Linked DNA regions of Triticum aestivum: region 2 is linked to region 1. A link is a contact called in public Hi-C data. All regions are on one chromosome and are shown on one strand. Each heading gives the region's core, a stretch centred on a gene start, on an enhancer-like site or on the middle of the called end of the contact. The rest is flanking DNA. Distances are from core to core; before and after follow the strand shown. Region 1 holds the start of LOC123116300 (protein MIZU-KUSSEI 1). Region 2 holds the start of LOC123112251 (beta carbonic anhydrase 5, chloroplastic).

Region 1 (2,700 bases), core at 180-2,679:
AGGCTTGCCCCGGGCCTCTGCATCCGAAAGATGCATGCGGTCATATTATTAAAAAGTTCAAAGCAATACAAAGTCTTAGATTCATTACAGCTCGCCAACAGAGCAAAAAGAAAAATAAAAACTCATTGCCACAACCGGTAGGTATGATAAGACAAGATCCCTAGACTCCCATCTTATTATGAGACCGTCATTCAAACCGGTTGAATATAGCCCGTGCTATCATCTCCCACTGGTTGCACCCAGTAACCAAAGGCTTCCTGGAGTCCGTAGGAATGAGTAAGGACCGCGTACGGATCCATGTCGTAGCCTTGAAGATGACATGTAGTTGCCTCGACATCACGGCGCTTGGCTGCCCTCATGGCACGCCCTAACTGCAAGTCGTCCGCGTCTAGTTGCTCCCGGATCCGGTTGCTGACACGCCTGCCAGCCGACACCGGGTCCAAGATCCCACCAAAAGCGATAATCTCCTCAGCCGTCCTCTCTCGGGGTGTCTGATCCCCGAGCTTACACCCGCCCATCATGGTTGGCGAACAGACGGGGGACGCGGCCGAAGTAGCACCTCCAGAAGGTACTATTGGAGAAGGGGACTGAAGAGCCTCCTGCTCGGCAGTCCCTATACCCACCACAACGGCCGGTCTGCAAGGAGTCGCCACGGGAGATGAGGGCCTCCTGCCCCCCCCTCCCAACGACGGTCTTGGCGCACCGGGTGCCTGCAGCTGAAGAGACGGAAGTGAGGGCCTCCTGCCCCTTCCTTTCCTCGTCCACGTCATCAGCGAAACGTGGCGGTACCACCAACGGCTTGGAGATCTCCCGGGCCGGTGGGTGTGATGGTGGTGATATGCGAGCATCAAACATCATCGGCGGTAACTCATGATTCGCCAGGTCATCCATCTCGACTCTGTGGTAGCAACTATATACAGTACAACATCCATTTAGATACACTCATTTCAGCGACAGCTAACCCCGAACGGAGGGAGTACTCAGTGGACGGTAGTCAGTACAACATAAGTGTACCTAAGAATTGTACAAGGAGCACGGATCGAACTATATGGAAATGCATGTCAGGTCACGCTCAGATGCAGAGGGGACGCCCGGACCGATCCAAGCAGCAGCAGGTAAACGATGAGTTCGATCAGGCTCCACGATGGTACGGTACACAGCGCAATAACGACGAGCCAACCTCTTTGAGCATAATTGGTTTGATGCCAACAATTGGCATTGCCAATATTTGGCAAGCCAACATTTGGCAAAATCAAAAGTTGCCAAATGTTGGCAACTTTTTTGTGAGGTTGAGAAGAAAAGTTGATAGCCAACCAATCACTAGCCAACATTTGGCATTTGCCAAATATTGGCATACCAACTTTTGGCATCGAACCAATCATGCTCTTTCCCTCGTCCCTATGGCTGGCCGGCTGGCTATATATCCGCACGACAAGGGAAGCCCCTTTGCTTAAGAAAAAAGCCTCGCTGCACCAACTCGATCGCCAAGTACAGGTTCTATCTCACTCGTCGATGCCGTCTTTCATCGACGGCCCCAGTCTCCGGTCGCTGCTCCGGCCGTCCACAAACGGGCGCCGGACCAAGACCCCAGACAGCGCCGGTGGCGGCGGCGGCGACGGCAAAGGAGGCGGGCATGGAGGAGGGATCTTCAAGATGTTCAAGCTCATGCCGATGCTCTCGTCGGGGTGCAAGATGGTGGCGCTGCTGGGCCGGCACAACAGCAGGGCGCTCCTCGCGGACCACGCGACGACGGTGACGCTCTTCGGCCACCGGCGCGGCCGCGTCAGCCTGGCCATCCACGAGGACACCCGCGCGCCGCCGGTGTTCCTCATCGAGCTGCCCATGCTCACCAGCGCGCTGCACAAGGAGATCGCGTCCGGGGTGGTCAAGCTCGCGCTGGAGAGCGACACCCGCAGCGCGCGCCGCCGGCTCGTGGAGGAGTACGTGTGGGCCGTCTTCTGCAACGGCCGCAAGGCCGGCTACTCCATCCGCCGCAAGGACGCCTCCGACGACGAGCGCCACGTCATGCGCCTGCTCCGCGGCGTCTCCATGGGCGCCGGCGTGCTGCCGGCCGCGCCCGAGAAGGACGGCGGCGTGCCCGCGGGGCCCGACGGGGAGCTCACGTACGTGCGCGCCCGCGTCGAGCGCGTCGTCGGCTCCAAGGACTCCGAGGCGTTCTACATGATCAACCCCCACGAGGGTGGCGTTGGAGGCGATGGTGGCGGCGACGACGACGGCAGCGCACCGGAGCTGAGCATTTTCCTAGTGAGAATGAAGTGAACAAAGTAAAGAGATCAGTGCTTCGTCTTCCGTATAGTAGCAACTCCAATGCAGCGACCCAAACAGACGCTTATTTTGCTTCTCTTTCTGGATACCCTCAATCCCTCATGCGAGCAGGTCACATCAGTTTTCGGCGAAATTGGAATATACATAGAGAGATTATGTGTAATATAGCAAGTTTAATGTACATATCCATCCATGCTGGACAGTTACCTCTGCCCTTCTCAGTTGGGACGAGACTGAATTCCTGCTGCGAGTCGTTGACAGATCAGTTGCCTAGAAAGGTAAAAATACAACAGATCACAGCAAAAAATCAAATCAGTTTAGAACTTTAGATCTTAATTACCAATTGTTCTTGTTACAGAACCACTGCAGTATATCCTCACTGTAAGTACAAGAAACTTCAGAGTTCTAGCTTAG
Region 2 (2,810 bases), core at 247-2,746, 660 kb after region 1:
CGCCCTTGAATCACCGATCTGCCGCACCCCCAGGAAAAGCCACGAATCAGCAAAATGGAACCGCGGAAGCCCCGGAAATGGGAAGGCGGGGGAGTCTCACTCACCGAAACGGTGCCGGGGCTCCGGCCGGGGCCGGCGGCGCAGGGGGCCGGCGCGAGGGGGCGGCACGGGGAGGCGGGCCGGAGGAGACTGGGGGCCATGTGGTGTGGACGGGTAGGCGCCAGGGGTCGTGGGGGTCTCGGGCATTTGAGGAGGGGCGGCGATGGCCGAGGCTTTTACGGGGGCGCCGAGGAGGGGTCGACGGCGATGCGACGGAGAAACCGAGGCCCGGGCGGCGCGGCGCGGAGGTGCGGAATAAATTAGGGTCGTTGGGCCGTTGAGCGGCGGAAGCGTCGATGGTTAGATTAGTGGAGTAGGAGTGTACAGCTGTACGAGTGTGCTGGGGGTGACGTCTTGGACGGTTGTCCCTTGGTTTGCTCTGATGGGAAGATCCTGGCCGTCGGATTCCGCAGAAGTTGGAGTGGGTGCCGTGCGAGGCTTCGCGACTTTTTTGGTTCCTGGGCCCACGGCCACGGGCCATCCATGGCTTATCGATTTTTTTTTTGACGGGACCACGGCTTATCTTTTTTTTTTCTTTCGAAAAGGGAGCATGGCTTATCGAGTTGCCCCTGTCGACGCATCATCAACAGTTGAATAATCGGGCTGTGTCCATTGGAATACTGGATCACTGTCTTGTCAACCTACCCTACGTGTACTATGTTAATGTTGGTTTGTACAAACTTACTGCCTGTTAATGTTGAAAAGATAAACATTAACTCGGAGTAGTTAGCGATCGACACTCATTAGCAACGTACTAGTATGATCATTACTTGTTGGCAAAAGGAGCAGATGGGTTCGTGTATCTTCCAGTAAACAGCATGGATGCTAGCTTGATCAAGCAACGCGAGAAGGGAACGAAACTGGGCATTGGGCAGTCGGCAGTCGGGCGAAGCCAGACAAGCATGCGATCAATTGCGACGCAGAGAGAAGTCTCTGAACCGAACATGACAACATTTCTTGATCAAACACAAGCTTAGTTAGCACGCTCACCGGCGAGGTCGACGGCGATGATCATCCCACACGGCGGCCCTCTGCTGGTGCTCTCTGTCGTCGTCGACAGCAGGCGGCCTTTGTTGCCACGTTGCCGGCGCCGGCGCAGGTGATCGAGCCGCCACCGCAGACGAGGCTGCTGCGCGTGTGGCGGCAGCCAAGCGGCGAGCTGCTGATCGCAAGGACCACGGGAGCATAGAACTTCAGCAGGTTCCCGGCGGAAATGGCCCCCTTAGCTGGAGGCCTGGAGCGACATGTGGGTAGAAAAACCAGCAACGAGTGGTGCGATGCGGTTCCGTGCGGTACAGTACGTGCTACGGATGGATGGATGGGTCTAGCAGGCCGGAGCGGACAGGTAGACGAAAGGAACGGGTTTGTTGGGCGCTGGCGGCGTGGACTGGACTGGACTGGACGTGTGGTGGCCGGAGGCGAGGGAGAAACCATGAACTCTCTTTAAAACTCGTGATGATTGACATGGGCCGTGCAGATAGGAACTCTGAGTCACGTACCAATCAGTCTCCACCTTTGCATACACGGCCGTTCGGACACGCAACTCCGCTTATACGTGCGCGGATTCTCTTCCTGGTCGTGGGCTCAGGAACGCTCCTCCTTTGCCATTACCAGTGAGGGATCGGTGCACGACGTGAACGAACCCGCGCACCGACGGCGAAGCGGGACGCCGGCGGTCCGGCTTGGCGAAACCACGTCGCGGCGAACGTCCATGTACGCTGGCTGGCTGCCTATGCCGCCGGTAAGCCCGCGCCCGTATCGGCTGAGCCGGGCTCGCCCTTATCCTCCAGCAAAACGGGGTGGGGGTAACGTGCGGCACGCGCGGTCCCGTACTCCCGTGCTCCGTCCCCACCAACGACGTGCGCCCGGCCCCGTGCGTCTCTGTCCCTGTGTTCCACACGGTGGTCGGCGACCAACAGCGCGGCGACGGCTCTGCGACCAAGAGCTGGCCACGTGACGAGAGCGCGAGTGCTATCCGAGGTGCTCGTTGCTCAGTGGGGAAAATGCTGTCTGGTGCGCAATGGGGTCCTTCGATTTGGATCTAGCCGAGGCGGCCAGATCTGGTTGGTGCCCTCGCCAAGGAAATGGGAGATGCCACAGGCGGAACAAGTGTACAAGAATGCTGTCGACTGAAGTACGATCTGGAGTCATCGTCGGTTCAAGATACAAGTGGCACAACTTGTTTGGTGCCCTAAAATTTTGTTTTATTTTCATTTTTTTGCGGTGACTTTTTTTTTGGATAGTTTGGTGCCCTAGATAAGCACGTTTTTTTTTCTGCGAGGAGATAAGCACGGTTGTTATTAGGGCAACTCCAATGGTGTGCATCAAATCGCGTCTAAACGGCCGGACAATGCGATCCAGACAATTTTTGCCTTCAAACGTTTGCGGGCCAGCTCAAACGTCAAAGTTCCTATATACCCAAACCAAAGCTGGTGGAGTCCGGATAGTCCGTGTGACCAATTATAAGTTGGGCTACATGTTCTCACACCCCATGTGATGTATTTTCTCTTTTAGGTTCACCTAGTCCACCTTGTTGTCCAGCTTTGATGCTTATTTGTTGCATACGATTGGATGATAAACTTCCCTACTAGTGGTTCCCTTCATGCTCCCAAAGTCAAACACGTGCATCTTTGACCAACTTTTCAGAAAATAATAATAATATATACAATACCAAATTTATATCGCTAGATCCATCACGAAAAGTATTTTTC

The links. Hi-C and Micro-C count contacts between places; a contact is called where the count stands out from the background.
Region 2: a Hi-C map of leaf shows a contact between it and region 1, with 4 times the contacts expected there. The contact joins the promoter of LOC123112251 here to the promoter of LOC123116300 in region 1. A contact is called at or near these places in 2 of 5 Hi-C or Micro-C datasets (both in leaf) and 1 of 1 datasets of contacts at active chromatin or transcription factors (leaf).

What each region holds. Positions count from the first base shown.
Region 1 is chr5B:425,433,456-425,436,155 of IWGSC CS RefSeq v2.1, forward strand. It overlaps LOC123116300 (protein MIZU-KUSSEI 1), which reads left to right and starts at 1,430. Exons shown (of 1, transcript XM_044537278.1): 1 at 1,430-2,507. The coding sequence starts at 1,513. The coding sequence ends at 2,280.
Region 2 is chr5B:426,094,072-426,096,881 of IWGSC CS RefSeq v2.1, forward strand. LOC123112251 (beta carbonic anhydrase 5, chloroplastic) reads right to left here and starts at 1,497. Exons shown (of 9, transcript XM_044533199.1): 1 at 1,090-1,497. The coding sequence starts at 1,286.